Regions from separate parts of the Sus scrofa genome. Here region 2 is linked to region 1. Evidence: chromatin contacts called from public Hi-C data. All regions are on one chromosome and are shown on one strand. Each heading gives the region's core, a stretch centred on a gene start, on an enhancer-like site or on the middle of the called end of the contact. The rest is flanking DNA. Distances are from core to core; before and after follow the strand shown.

Region 1 (6,452 bases), core at 2,981-5,480:
CACCACAGCTCACGGCAACGCTGGATCCTTAACCCACTGAGCAAGGCCAGGGATCGAACCTACAACCTCATGGTTCCTAGTTGGATTCGTTAACTACTGCGCCATGACGGGAACTCCAACTTTTTCATTTCTGATTTTATTGATTTGGGCCCTCTCTTCTTGATGAGTCTGGCTAAGGTTTATCAATGCTGTTTATCTTTTCAAAGACCCAGCCTTTATTTTCATTGGTCCTTTCTATTGCTTTTATTTTTTTGTCTATATTTCATTTATTTCTGCTCTGATCTTTATGATTTCTTCCCTTCTACTAGCTTTGGGTTTGTTCTTCTTTCTCTGGTTGCTTTAGGGATAAGGTAAGGTTGTTTATTTGAGGTTTTCCTTTTCTTTTTTTTTTTTTTTTTTTTTCGTCTTTTTGCCATTTCTTGGGCCACTTCCACGGCATATGGGAGGTTCCCAGGCTAGGGGTCTAATCAGAGCTGTAGACGCCGGCCTACGCCAGAGCCACAGCAACGTGGGATCTGAGCCGAGTCTGTGACCTACACCACAGCTCACGGCAACACCGGGTCCTTAACCTACTGAGCAAGGGCAGGGACTGAGCCCACAACCTCATGGTTCCTAGTCGGGTTCGTTAACCAATGCGCCATGATGGGAACTCCCGAGGTTTTTCTTGTTTCCTGAGGTAACCTTCTTTCGCTATAAAATTGCCTCTTAGAACTGCTTTTGCTGCATAGGCTTCAGACAATAATGATTTAGTGTTCATTTATCTCTAGGTATTTTTTTAAGTTTGCTCTTTGATTTCTTCAGATCCATTGTTTATTTAGTGGGATATTGTTTAGCCTCCACGTGTTTGTGTTTTTTGCAGTTTTTTTTTTTTTTTTTTTCTTGTTGGCTTCTAGCTTCATAGCATTATGATTAGAAAAGGTGCTTGATATGACTTTAGTGTTCTTTAATTTACTGAGGCTTGCTTTGTGGCCCAGCAAGTGACCTATCTGGAAGAATGTTCCATGTGAACTCAAAAAGAATATGTATTCTGCTGCTTTTTGATGGAATGCTCTATAAATATCAAGTGCATCTGGTCTAGTGTGACATTTAAGGATTGTGTTTCCTTATTAATTTTCTGTGTGAATGATCTGTCCATTGAAGTGAGTAGGATTTTAAAGTCCCCCACTGTTATGTCAATTTCTCCTTTTATGTATGTTAACACTTGCCTTATATATTGAGGTAACCCTATATTGGGTGAACATATATTTACAATTGTTATATCTTCGTCTTGGGTGCATTCTTTGATCATTATGTAGTCTCCTTCTTTGTCTTTTGTAACAGTATTTATTTCAAAGTCTATTTTGATATAAGTACTGCTACTCAAGCTTTCTTTTGATTTCTATTTGCATGAAATATCTTTTTCCATCTCCTCACTTGTCATCTGTATGTGTCTCTAGAACTGAAGTGAATCTCTTCTGGCAGGACACATACAAGTCTTGTTTTGCGTCCACTGTATCCAGTCTGGGTCTTTTGCTTGGAACATTTAGTCCATTCACGTTTAAGGTAATTATTGATAAGTATGCTTCCACTGCCATTTTGTTAATCGTTTTGGATTGGGTTTTGCAGGTCTTTTTTCCCCTGCCTTCTTTTGTTCTCTTCTCTTGTGATTTGATCTTTAGCATTATGTTTGGATTCCTTTCTCTTTTTGGTGTGTTTATCTATTAAAGATTTTTGTCTTGAAATTACCACGAGATCTTTTTTTAATAGAAGTCTCTATTTATATGTGCTTGCTTTAAGTTGCTGATCTCTTAATTTCAAATGTATTTTAGACACACTCACAATTACTGTTTTTCATATTATATTATACTACCCTGGGACTGGCTTGTCCCAAGCAGTTGGGTGGTAAAAGGGGAGTGAACTGCTGGAATGCACAGGATATCTCCTTTTGGCGAGGGCCACTTCGCCAAAGTTGAGAACCATAACCAACCTACCATATACATAAAACAGCATAAATAGCAATTTAGACAATATGAAGCAACAGAGGAATATGTTTCAAATGAGGAAACAAGATAAAACCTCAGAAGAGGAACTAAGTGACATGGAGAAAAGCAACCTACCCAACAAAGAGCTCGCAGTAATGATCCCAAAGATGATCAAAGAACTCAGGAGGGATGGATGCATAGAGCAAGGAATGAGAAGTGGTCTGTCAATTCTTGATCTCATCTCCACTCTTTTCCTCTGCTCTCCCTCAGCCGCCCAGGCCTTGAATCAGGGTTTCTTTCTTTCTTTTCTTTTCTTTTTTTTTTTTTTGTATTTTTGCCTTTTCTAGGGCTGCACCTGTGGCATATAGAGGTTCCCAGGCTAGGGGGTCTAATCGGAGCTGTAGCCACCAGCCTACGCCACAGCCACAGCCACGCCGGATCCGAGCCTCGTCTGTGACCTCAGGGCAACGCTGGATCCTTAACCCACTGAGCGAAGCCAGGGATCAAACCCACAGCCTCATGGTTCCTAGTCAGATTTGTTAACCACTGAGCCATGACGGGAACTCCACTGAATCAGGGTTTCTAAATGGATGCAGTTGATATTTTACATCAGATAATTCTTCGTTGTGCAGGTCAGTCTTGTGCATGGTAGGATGTTTAGCAGCATCCCTGGCCTCTAGCCACCAGATGGCAGTAGCAGCCACCCTAATGCATATTCCCCTCCTCAGAACAAACTAAAAGGACCACACACAGACAGTGCCAAATGTTTCCGGGGGCGGGGGGAGGGGGACCATCCTAATTTAAAACTTTCTGCCTCAAATACACATGATATCCTGTACTTTGAAATCATCAATAATCGTTCCACCTACTAAATTTCTGTTAGAAACATTTTCCTCTGTAATCGTCATATACCGTCTTTCCAATTCATTTACTTTAGAGTAGAATTCCCAGTCTAACTTTAAAAAAAAATTTCTTTTTTGTCTTTTGTCTTTCTGGGCCTGCACCCGCGGCCTATGGAGGTTCCCAGGCTAGGGGTCCAATGAGAGCAGTAGCCACCGGCCTACGCCAGAACCATAGCAACCCAGGATCCAAGCTGCGGCTGTGACCTACATCACAGCTCACGGCAATGCTGGATCCTTAACCCACGGAGCGAGGCCAGAGACTGAACCCGCCGCCTCATGGTTCCTAGTCAGATTCGTTGCTGCTGCGCCACGGTGACAGGAACTCCCCCAGAGAACTCTTAAGCCCTTTCCACCATGTGAGGAACACTGAGAAGACAGCTATCTACAAATCAGAAAGCAGGACCTCATCATTCATCAAACACGCTGGCATCTTCATTCTGGACTTCCTAGCCTCCAAACACTGTGAGAAATAAATTTCTGTTTATAACCCATCAAATCCATAGTGTCTTGTTATAGCAGCCTGAGCAGACTAGAACACGTTATAGCTGAACCCACTCCGAAGTTCTTTGAGGCCCCTGGGCTCTCCAATCCATTGACCATAGTTTGTTCATTATTCGTCACCCTCCTCATGTCGTTCTTACCCAGCTTAGATTCTGTGGCCCTTTGCAAATACCTCTAAGTCTTCTGCCCCTTTCCTATCGTATTTACCCAGCAAAAATCCATGTGTAATTAACCTCAGCTCCGAACTACGCCAAGGGAATCCAAGCAGCTTGACATCAAAGGGAAAAAAACCAAACAACTAGGCTTGACTGATTGCACCATAAGTCTCCAACCCCCAGTTTCAAATGGGCACTCTCTCCCGTCCGGGAATCTCCCCCAGTGTTTTCTCTCTCACGCAGAGACACTACGGCTCCTCTTCCTTTTACTCCTCAATCTGTACCAGTTCTCCTCCACATCGTTCACTTTCAGATGAGGACCGTGCCTTGGGCATCACTGAGAAAACCGAAGCAACCCAGCAAGAGCTGACCAGGTTCCCACAGTCTGCCTCCCCTCGCTCCCCTGTTCCCCAGAACTGAATGAGCATTTCTGTCCGAAGCCCTCCCTTCTACGCTGGACCTCGCTCCCTTTTCTCTGACTCTGCCACGATTCACTCTTTCTCATGCATCATTGCTTTGCTCTCCTGCGTCGGATCCTTCTCCCTGGCATACGGACATGCCTTCAGACCGCCTCTCTAAACACCCACAAAACCCTCCCACGGTCCTCTCCTCCCCGCACAACAGAACTGCTCGGAGCTGTCACAGTCCTTGTGGCCTCTTACCCCGCTCTAGTCTCGGCCGTCGCCCTCAGGCAGGTGGCACCCTCTCTCCCCCGTGATGACTCAGCCTTGACAAAACAATAGCAAGCTCTGGGCTTGTCTCACTTGACCTCTCTGCAGGAGGTCAAAGGTTTGGCTACTTCCTCTTTCTAGAACACAGTCATCTCCTGTCTCCACGCGCCACCCTCTCCTGGTTTTCCCCCACCGCAGAAACTGGTGCTTCTCGGTTCTTCTCCTGACCCCTCCTCACTGTCTGGCCTCCTAGTGGAGAAGTCCCTCAAGGATTCTGTCCCTTTTCTCTTCTCCTTTCTACTCGCACTCTAGGTAAGGTGACTCTCTATCCAGGACCCTGACTTCAAATACCATCTGAAGTTTATTTATTTCATTTGGGTTTTTTTGGCTGCGCCCGTGGCACACGGAAATTCCCAGGCCAGGGATCAAACCTGAGCCACAGCAGCAACCCGAGCCACAGCAGTGACAACACCAGATCCTTAAGCCGCTGCGTCACCATGCTGAATAACCACAGGTGTGCATTCCAGTGCTAGCCCTGGATCCAGATTTGGACACGCAACTAAAACTCTGGATCTCTTCTCCAAAGTCTTCTCCCACGTGGCTCCGCCTCACACAGCTCTTCACCCTTCCGGACTATGCTCTGCCAGACTGGCTCCCCTTCTGCCCCTCCCGCACGCTACACTTCTTCTTGCCCCAGGGCCTTTCTCTGTGCGGTTCCCTCCACCTGGAACACTCTTTCTCTGGATCACGGCCAAGATCTCAGCTCAAATGTCACCGCCTCCAGGACGTCTTCCTTGACTGACGTTTCTAAAGGCGCCCACCTCATCAGTCTCAAATGGTTCCTTTTTTGTCTTTGGAGCACTCGCCACACTCTAATACAATCGTATTTATTTTGCATTTTGTGTTTCTTGCCTGTCTTTCCATATAGAATCCAAATGTCATGAATGAAGATAAGCTTGAGGGTATTAGTCACGTTACCACAAGCACCCTGAGCAGAGCCTGAGACAGGAGGCCTTTGCTGACGTGCTGCCTGTAAGAGAGCAACCAAGCACAGTCTCCTGACTCTCCCCAGAGCCCAGAGACCTTGGCTTCTGACCATCTTCTGTCCCAGGGCACACGGTAAGAGTCCATATGGATGTCAAGTTTAAAACATTCCCAATAATAGAAGAAAGTTCAAATTACAAAAATAAGTATGTATACTTTTGTCTCCCTACAAACATTTCGGAAGTCACCCAGAAATATAAAAATAAAATCCTCTCTGTTAATAATTAAGAGGGCACTAGAACATGGTGGGTAATGGGGTGAGCTTTGGAGCTGGATTGCTGAGGTCTGAAACCAGCTCTGCTGCTTCTTAGCAGTGAAACTCTGGGTGAGTCCACCTCCCTGAGACGTAGTGTTTTTTCTGTAAAATGCAGAATTTAATGGCAATTGGAGCTGACACGAGGATTAAATGTGTTGATTCATTTAGAGGACTTTGGTGGCTTCTCACCGGCAACCACCACTAATCATTATTATCATCACCATCGGTATCGGTTAGGAAGCCAAACGAGGAAGTGAGTGAGAATCACAAGCTCACCTGCACCTCTGCGGCGGCCTAAGCCACCGCAGTGCCAGTGCTGGATCCTTGCCTCACGTGCAACAGCAGGAACTTCTGTGTTTTATTATTATTATTATTATTTTGTCTTTTTGCCATTTCTTGGGCCGCTCCCGCGGCATATGGAGGTTCCCAGGCTAGGGGTCGAATCGGAGCTGTAGCCACTGGCCTCCGCCAGAGCCACAGCAACACAAGATCCGAGCCACCTCTGAGACCTGCACCACAGCTCACGGCAACACCAGATCCTTAACCCACTGAGCGAGGCCAGCGATCGAACCCACAACCTCACGGTTCCTAGTCGGATTCGTTAACCACTGCGCCACAATGGGAACTCCAGGAATTTCTGCTTTTAAGGAAGCATTCTAACAAAGGAGCTTACTGTTTTAGTAAAAACTTTGAATATATATAAATGATACAATGTTTCAAGTACTGCTATGAAATCTAGCAGAAAAAAATGATTTTTAAAATAAACAGAATATGTCATAGATACCTGGCAAGTTGTCACAAAATCAGCATATGTTCCAGCAAAAATGTGTTTGACTTGACTGTCTGCAAGATCTAAAAGAAAGTCATAAATCCACGATTATTGATTTTATTTTTTATTTTTTTTTTTTTTGTCTTTTTTGTCTTTTTTTTTTTTTTTTTTTTTGTTGTTGTTTTGTTGTTGT
Region 2 (6,749 bases), core at 3,517-6,016, 140 kb after region 1:
GTGATAGTTGCTATCAACAAAAATGAGATGTGGCAGATGAAGAATGCTAGGAGGAGGAGCCGCAGTGTTAAGTTGGGAGGTTCAGTAGGCCTCATAAGAAGTTACCATTTTAGGAAAAACTTGAAGGAACTGAAAGAATGAGCCAAATAGAAAAATAGAGGAAGAACTTTCTAGGCAAAAGGAGCAACTAGGGCAAAGGCCATGAGGTGGGTCAGTGTAGGTATGAGGTATAACACGGAGGTAGATGTTGCTACATCCCAATAGTAAAGGGGGACTTGACATCAGAGAAGTAGGAGTGGGACCTTCAGATTGGAAAGGCCTTGAGCTTTTGCTCTAAGAGAAATACAAAATAGATGAATACATGCTGGGAAGTCTTTAAACATGAGACGTGTATATTTTCAACAGAGTATCCCCACTTCCTGATCCTAGGCTTCCCAGGTATTGCTATCAGTTTGGGTCTCACCTTTCCAAAGGTTTTTCTTTGTGATTTCATACATACATGGGTACGTATAGAAATACATGGTTTTGTTTTATGAGGGCTTGTGTGTCTGTCTGTCTACATGCATGCATGTTAACATAAATGAACTTACATGCCCTGTGTTAATTAGCAACTTGCTTTTTATTATTAATATGTCTTGGATAACTTTCTTTGTCAAGACAGTACATATATTTCTATCTCATTCATTTTAACTATTGCATAATATTTCATTTTATGCATAGGCTACATTTTGTTTAACTATATCCTTATTGATAAGTATTTAGATTCTAATTTCTCTCCTCCCTCCTTTCCATATTGAATTATTATTGTCTTAATCTATATTTAATAACATAAAGTTAAATGTTACATGAGACATGGAAGGAAATTAAAAAATTAAAGTTTAGGAGTTCTCGTTGTGGCTCAGAGGAAACAAATCTGACTAGCATCCATGAGGACACAGGTTCGATCCTTGGCCTTGCTCAGTGGGTTAAAGACCTGGCGTTGCCATGAGCTGTGGGGTAGGTCACAGACGCAGCTCAGATCCTGAGCTCTTGTGGCTGTGGCATGGGCCGGCAGCTGTAGCTCTGAATCCTCCCTTCCCCTGGGAACCTCCATATGCTGCATGTGTGGCCCTAAAAAGACAAAAAGAACCCCCAAAATAAAATAAAGTTTAGGAGTTCCCGTCGTGGTGCAGCGGAAACGAATCCAACTAGGAACCATGAGGTTGCAGATTCCATCCCTGGCCTTGATCAGTGGGTTAAGGATCCGGTGTTGCTGTGGCTGTGGCGTAGGCTGGCCGCTACAGCGCCAATTAGACCCCTAGCCTGGGAACCTCAATGTGCCGCACCCAGTGTGGCCCTAAAAAGGACAAAAGGACAAAAATTAAAGTTTGGAAGTTCCCATTGTGGGTGAGCTGGTTAAGAACCCGACTAGTATCCATGAGGATGCAGGTTCAATCCCTGGCCTTGCTCACAGGGCTAAGGATCTGGTGTAAGCCGCAGACTTGTCCAGATATGGTTGCTGTGGTAGGTAGGTAGGCAGCTGCAGCTGATTTGACCTGTAGCCTGGGAACTTCCATATGCTGCAGGTACAGCCCTACAAAAAAAAAAAAAAAAAAAAAAAAAAAATTGGAGTTCCCATTGTGGCGCAGTGAAAACAAATCTGGCTAATATCCATGAGGATTTGGGTTTGATCCCTGGCCTCACTCAGTGGGTCAGAGATCAGGGGTTGCCATGAGCTATGGTATAGGTCACAGACGTGGCTCTAATCCTGCATTGCTGTGGCTGTGGTGTAGGCTGGCAGCTGTAGGTCTGATTTGACTACTAATCTGGGAATTTCCATATGCAAAAAAAAAAGTTTATATTGCCTTCTGTCAGAAAAGCAATATATGTTTCCTAAATTGGAATCACTTAGATTTATCTCAATGGAAAAGAGGCTTCAATGACTTCCTAGGCAAGGACTTGTCTAACGTTTACTGTTCAGGAATCCATGGGAATCATAAGAGCTGGAGCCCAGTTACTCTGAGCTTTGCTGAGAGTACACTCAGGTCTTTAGCCATAGGTCAATGTCAGTAGAAAGTGAGGAACCAGCATCCGCGATCTGCTTCTTCTATGCTGGGCTCTCTTTTTTATGACTGCCTATAGCCTGCACCTGTACACCGTTCAGCCAGCTCTGTTGCTGGCTCATGTGTGTGAGTCTTGTCTTCCCAACCTTGATGTCTGCCTCTGGGGGCAGGGACCATGTCTTACACTCCTTTTTCTCCCAAAGTGTCCAGCTGATCAGCTGAGCCCTAGGATCATTTTTTTTTTTTTTTTTTTTATCTTTTTCGGGCTGCACCCATGGCATATGGAAGTTCCCAGGCTAGGGGTCTAATCAGAGCTGCAGTTGCCTGCCTACACCACAGCCACAGCAACACCAGATTGGAGCCATTTCTATGACCTACACCACAGCTCAGGGCAACGCCAGATCCTTAACCCACTGATCAAGGCCAGGAATTGAACCCATAACCTCATGGATACTAGTCGGGTTTGTTACCGCTGAGCCGCAGTGGGAACTCACGTTATTTTTAATGTATGTTTTAATTATCTTTAAAATTGTATTTGCCAAGTAAATTTTATTTGGTTTAGAACAAAGCTTGGGTTAAAATTTCTGCCATGGAATATCGGCACTTCTTTTAAGTTTGCCATTTTTCACTGGTCTGTTTTTTTTCACACCCAGGCTTTGCACTGCTAGCATAGTACACACATGCTTTGTTCACTTAAATACCAGGCAGAAGACAGGTAACCCTGCTTTGCCCATGCTTACATCACAGCAAAATGGTCAACTGTGCAATAACTGGAAAATTATCACGGTAATATCATATAAATAATTTCGCATTTATTTATGTGTATGATAAAGAATGAGATGAGATTTGAATCCTTACTAGTACCCAGTGGCTGTCAGTAAATGCTAGTTGCTGTCCTCTCCCTTTGGAAGGAAATAATTAGGCTTATGAATTTAAAAGGGAGACCAGTTTAAAGAAGTTCGGGTATATTCACAGAGATGGCAGGAATTTTATTCCAGGGTTTGTTCTAAACCTTTTAACTAGCTGGAGTAAAGAATATTCTTACCCAGGAGTTTCCTGCCGTGGTTCAGTGGTAACGAACCTGACTAGTATCCGTGAGGATGCAGGTTGATCCCTGGCCTCACTCAGTGGGTTAAGGATCAGCATTGCCATGAGCTGTGGTGTAGGTTGCAAATGAGGCTTGGATCCCGTGTTGTTGTGGCTGTGGTGTAGGCCGGCAGCTGTAGCTCTGATTTGACCCCTAGCCTGGGAACCTCCATATGCCACAGGTGCAGCCCTCAAAAGCAAAAAAAGAAAAAGAATACTGTCACACTTATTTCAGATGTGCAGAGATTTGTTGTGTTATAAGATTAAAATGCAGATTTATTTTAAAAAGCTATCTATGTTATTCTTGGTGTTATGTATTTTCTCTTCGGGGTACTTAAAGTGCAACCATGAGGGAAAAGGGATCCCCCTAAATTAAAAAGTGATCCTCACATTTTTAAAAAAACCCTGGAGGAGTTACTTCTTAATGATTAGAGTTTCTTTTTGGGGTGACGAAAAAGTTTTAGAAAGGGCTGGTGGTGATGGCCACATAACATTGTGAATATAATTAATGCCACTGAATCAGACACTTAAAAATGACTAAAATCGGAGTTCCCTAGTGGCCTAGCAGGTTAAGAATCTGGCATTGTCACTGCTGTCATGCATGTTTGATCCCAGGCCCGGGAATTTTTGTATGCTGCAGGCACAGCGAAAAAAACAAAAGGCTTAAACGACAAAAGTTATTTTATGTATATTTTACCACAATAAAGAATGATAAAGGCGTTCCCATTGTGGCTCAGTGGTTAACGAACCCGACTAGCATTCATGAGGACGCGGGTTTCATCCCTGGCCTTGCTCAGTGGGTTAAGGATCCGGCATTGCTGTGAGCTGTGGTTTAGGTCTCAGAGGTGGCTCGGATCTTGTGTTGCTGTGGCTGTGGTATAGGCCAGCAGCTACAGCTCTGGTTCAGCCCTTGGGCTGGGAACCTAGATGTGTGCAGCCCTAAAAAGCGCCCCCCCCCCAGAAAAAAGAACTTCTTAACAATGTCCAAATTTTTTCATCTTTCACTTCATTCAATATTGAACGCCTGATACATGCCTCAGTGGGCGTAAGAGGAGGAAGAATCAGGACAGTGATGTGACTGTAAAGAGAACTGAACAGCAAGGCAAGTTCAGTAATCAGCCCTTCAGAGTTACCCTGTGGCACAGTGGGTTAAGGATCCCCCGTTGTCACTGCAGCAGCTCAGGTTGCTGCTGTGTTTCAGGTTCCATCCCTGGCCCAGGAACTTCCACTTGCTGTGGATGTAGCCAAAAAGAAAAGAAAAGTAATGGGCATTTCACTCATCTCGCTTTATCATCATGACAGCTCTGTAAGGAAGGCATTATGGTTGCTTCCGTTGTCTGCTGGGGAGGTTTGGATGAAACAACTTGTCAAGGCTGGTGAAGAGTGGAGCCAGAAGCTCTTAGCAGATGTCCTGTTCTGTCACTTGACATCCTTCATGTTTTCAGACTATAACCTGCCTATTGAATACAGACTTAACTTCCGATTCTACTTCTGGTTTAGCAAAGAGAACATTAGCAGGACAGCATGGTTCAAATACAGCTCCCCCTTCAAATCTCTAGTGGGTCTTTGCACTGAAACCTGATGCTGACTGTACTGGGGATTCTTTCACTTCCTCTCCAAATCTGTGCTGTCTTCCGGCTTGTACTCTTGCTAGAAGGCAGGGCTTGAGAGGAGACCCCTGTTTTGTCATCTCCAGCCCAAGACAGGAAGTTTACACAGAGCAAAACCATTTGCTAGAACTGGTTTTGATCTTTACTGAAGTTGCCGTTAGAGTTGGAGATACTGTGGGTCAGGATTCTGTTGCACTAAGAGAAAGATATAAAAATCTCTCTCCGACATGTGAATGTCTTCCTTTCCCACCCCCTTGCCAGGAGCGCCGGAAAAGGATCCCAGCCGATTTCAGACATTGGTTATCCGTGTGAAGCCCAGTGATCGAGAAGGAAATCTGGTCATAACCAGCTTTTGGTGGAGAAAAAAGGACCCCGGGGAGCTGTGAGACCTGGACATCTCCCCAGGGCCAGCTTGTTTGGAGAGCCTCTGTCTTGCTGGTAGCTGCTGGACTAGGGCCTGGGCCCGAGAAGTTTGCTCTCTGGTGCTTTCTCTGGCGCCTGGAGAGCTGTCATGAAGAGAAGCTCCTGGACCTTAATAGACGTGGATCTTGGTTGATGTCTTTATGGGGAAGCTGGCAAGGTGGGGGCTGTTGTCCTTCCAGTGCCACGGATCATAACTGAGGTGAGTTGTTTTTTCCTAAAGTTCATACTGAGAATCTTGACTCTTTTTTGGTGTGTGCTTTCACAAGTGGGTTGGTTAAATTGGCACATCTCATGCTGGACCATAAGTATGAATCACCTGGAGATCTTGTTAAAAGGCAGCAGAATTCAGGAGGTGTGGGGTGGGCCTGGGGTTCTGCATTTCTGATGAGTTCCAAGGTGACCTCGGTGCTGCAGGTCCGTGACACGCGAGTAACAAGGGCTTAAACCCTCTGGGTTTATGGCTTTATGGGGGGGAAGGGGGCAGGGGATGCTGGCAGAATGAAGGTATTTGGCTGGGCACATGATTTATGTAGTGAGCCTGGGAGAAAAATCAGACGTCATCCCTGCCCTGGTTGTACCTCCTGTGATGGATCATCTTGGAGTTTGGGGTTTGTGTTAACTAGTTCCTAGTTGTGGTAAGCCGCGTCTCGCACGTGAAGAGGATGTCGGGCTGCTCTTAGATCGCGTGGGCCACTTGGAGCGGAGCCAGAAGTATTTTCATCATGTGGGGGGTTAAGGAGCCGTTCATGCCTCAGCTTGAACACAGCTAGTGTAGCCGTGGTCACTTGAACATTTCCGCTTCAGGTGAAAATTATGCATCTAGAAAAATAGCTGGTGTCTGCCTCCTGCCATTTGGGGAAAGATTGTGAGGCATGTGACTCTAAGACACGATTGAAAGTCAGTTCAAGTGAGGAAGGTAGGCCGTCTGTTTACCTTGTGGAAAGAGGGCCGAGAGAGTGCTGCTCTTTCACTTGAGTACGTCCCTGTTCTAGATGCTCCCTGTTTTTCTGAAAGCCACTTTTAATCCAAAAGCGACAAGCAAAGAGGGAAAAAATAAAAGAGTGATGGGAAGTGTATCTGTTCTGTGGGAAAAAACAGCCACGGGAGGAGAAAGGGAGAAGGAGGAGAGAGGTGGCCCAGGAAGTCACAGCTTTGCAAAATGAATAAAAGAAGCCGCAGCCTGATGGGATTCATCAGGCATGGGAGTTTTTCTACAAAAGTAGCTTGTGTCTTCCTCAGCTAGAGCCATGTGCTTGGGACAGAATAAGTCAATTAAAAATTGGGTTGTTTTGGAGTTCCCATCGTGGTGCAACAGAAACGAATCTGATTGAACCTGAGGTTGCAGGTTCAATCTCTGGCCTTGCTCAGTGGGTTAAGGATCTGGCGTTGCTGTGGCTGTGGCGTAGGCCGGTGGCTACAGCTCCGATTAGACCCCTAGCCTGGGAACCTCCATATGCTGTGGGTGCAGCCCTAAAAAGCAAAAATAAATAAATAATAAAAAATAAAAATTGTGTTGTCTCAGTGAACGTACTGAAACTATTTGTGGCTGAGTCAAGGACAATCAGTAATCAAAGGTCAGTGGTGTCAA

Evidence for each region. A called contact is a pair of places that touch in the nucleus more often than the background predicts.
Region 2: a Hi-C map of blood shows a contact between it and region 1, with 4 times the contacts expected there. The contact joins two enhancer-like sites. A contact is called at or near these places in 6 of 47 Hi-C or Micro-C datasets (blood, embryonic fibroblasts, heart right ventricle and 3 more) and 1 of 2 datasets of contacts at active chromatin or transcription factors (alveolar macrophages).

The regions. Positions count from the first base shown.
Region 1 is chr8:130,642,236-130,648,687 of Sscrofa11.1, forward strand. It overlaps HERC6 (probable E3 ubiquitin-protein ligase HERC6), which reads right to left. Exons shown (of 22, transcript XM_021100765.1): 8 at 6,275-6,342. Among named protein-coding and RNA genes, the nearest start is that of HERC6, 20 kb to the right of the region's middle. Within about 2 kb of position 4,231, at least 16 of the 83 cell types and tissues checked have an H3K27ac peak or open chromatin away from gene starts, as enhancers often do. A contact at or near this core is called in retroperitoneal adipose tissue, where this site is marked.
Region 2 is chr8:130,785,110-130,791,858 of Sscrofa11.1, forward strand. It overlaps LOC110261965 (junctophilin-2-like), which reads left to right. Exons shown (of 3, transcript XM_021100554.1): 3 at 5,000-5,360. The coding sequence ends at 5,124. Among named protein-coding and RNA genes, the nearest start is that of PPM1K, 40 kb to the left of the region's middle. Within about 2 kb of position 4,767, at least 14 of the 83 cell types and tissues checked have an H3K27ac peak or open chromatin away from gene starts, as enhancers often do. A contact at or near this core is called in retroperitoneal adipose tissue, where this site is marked.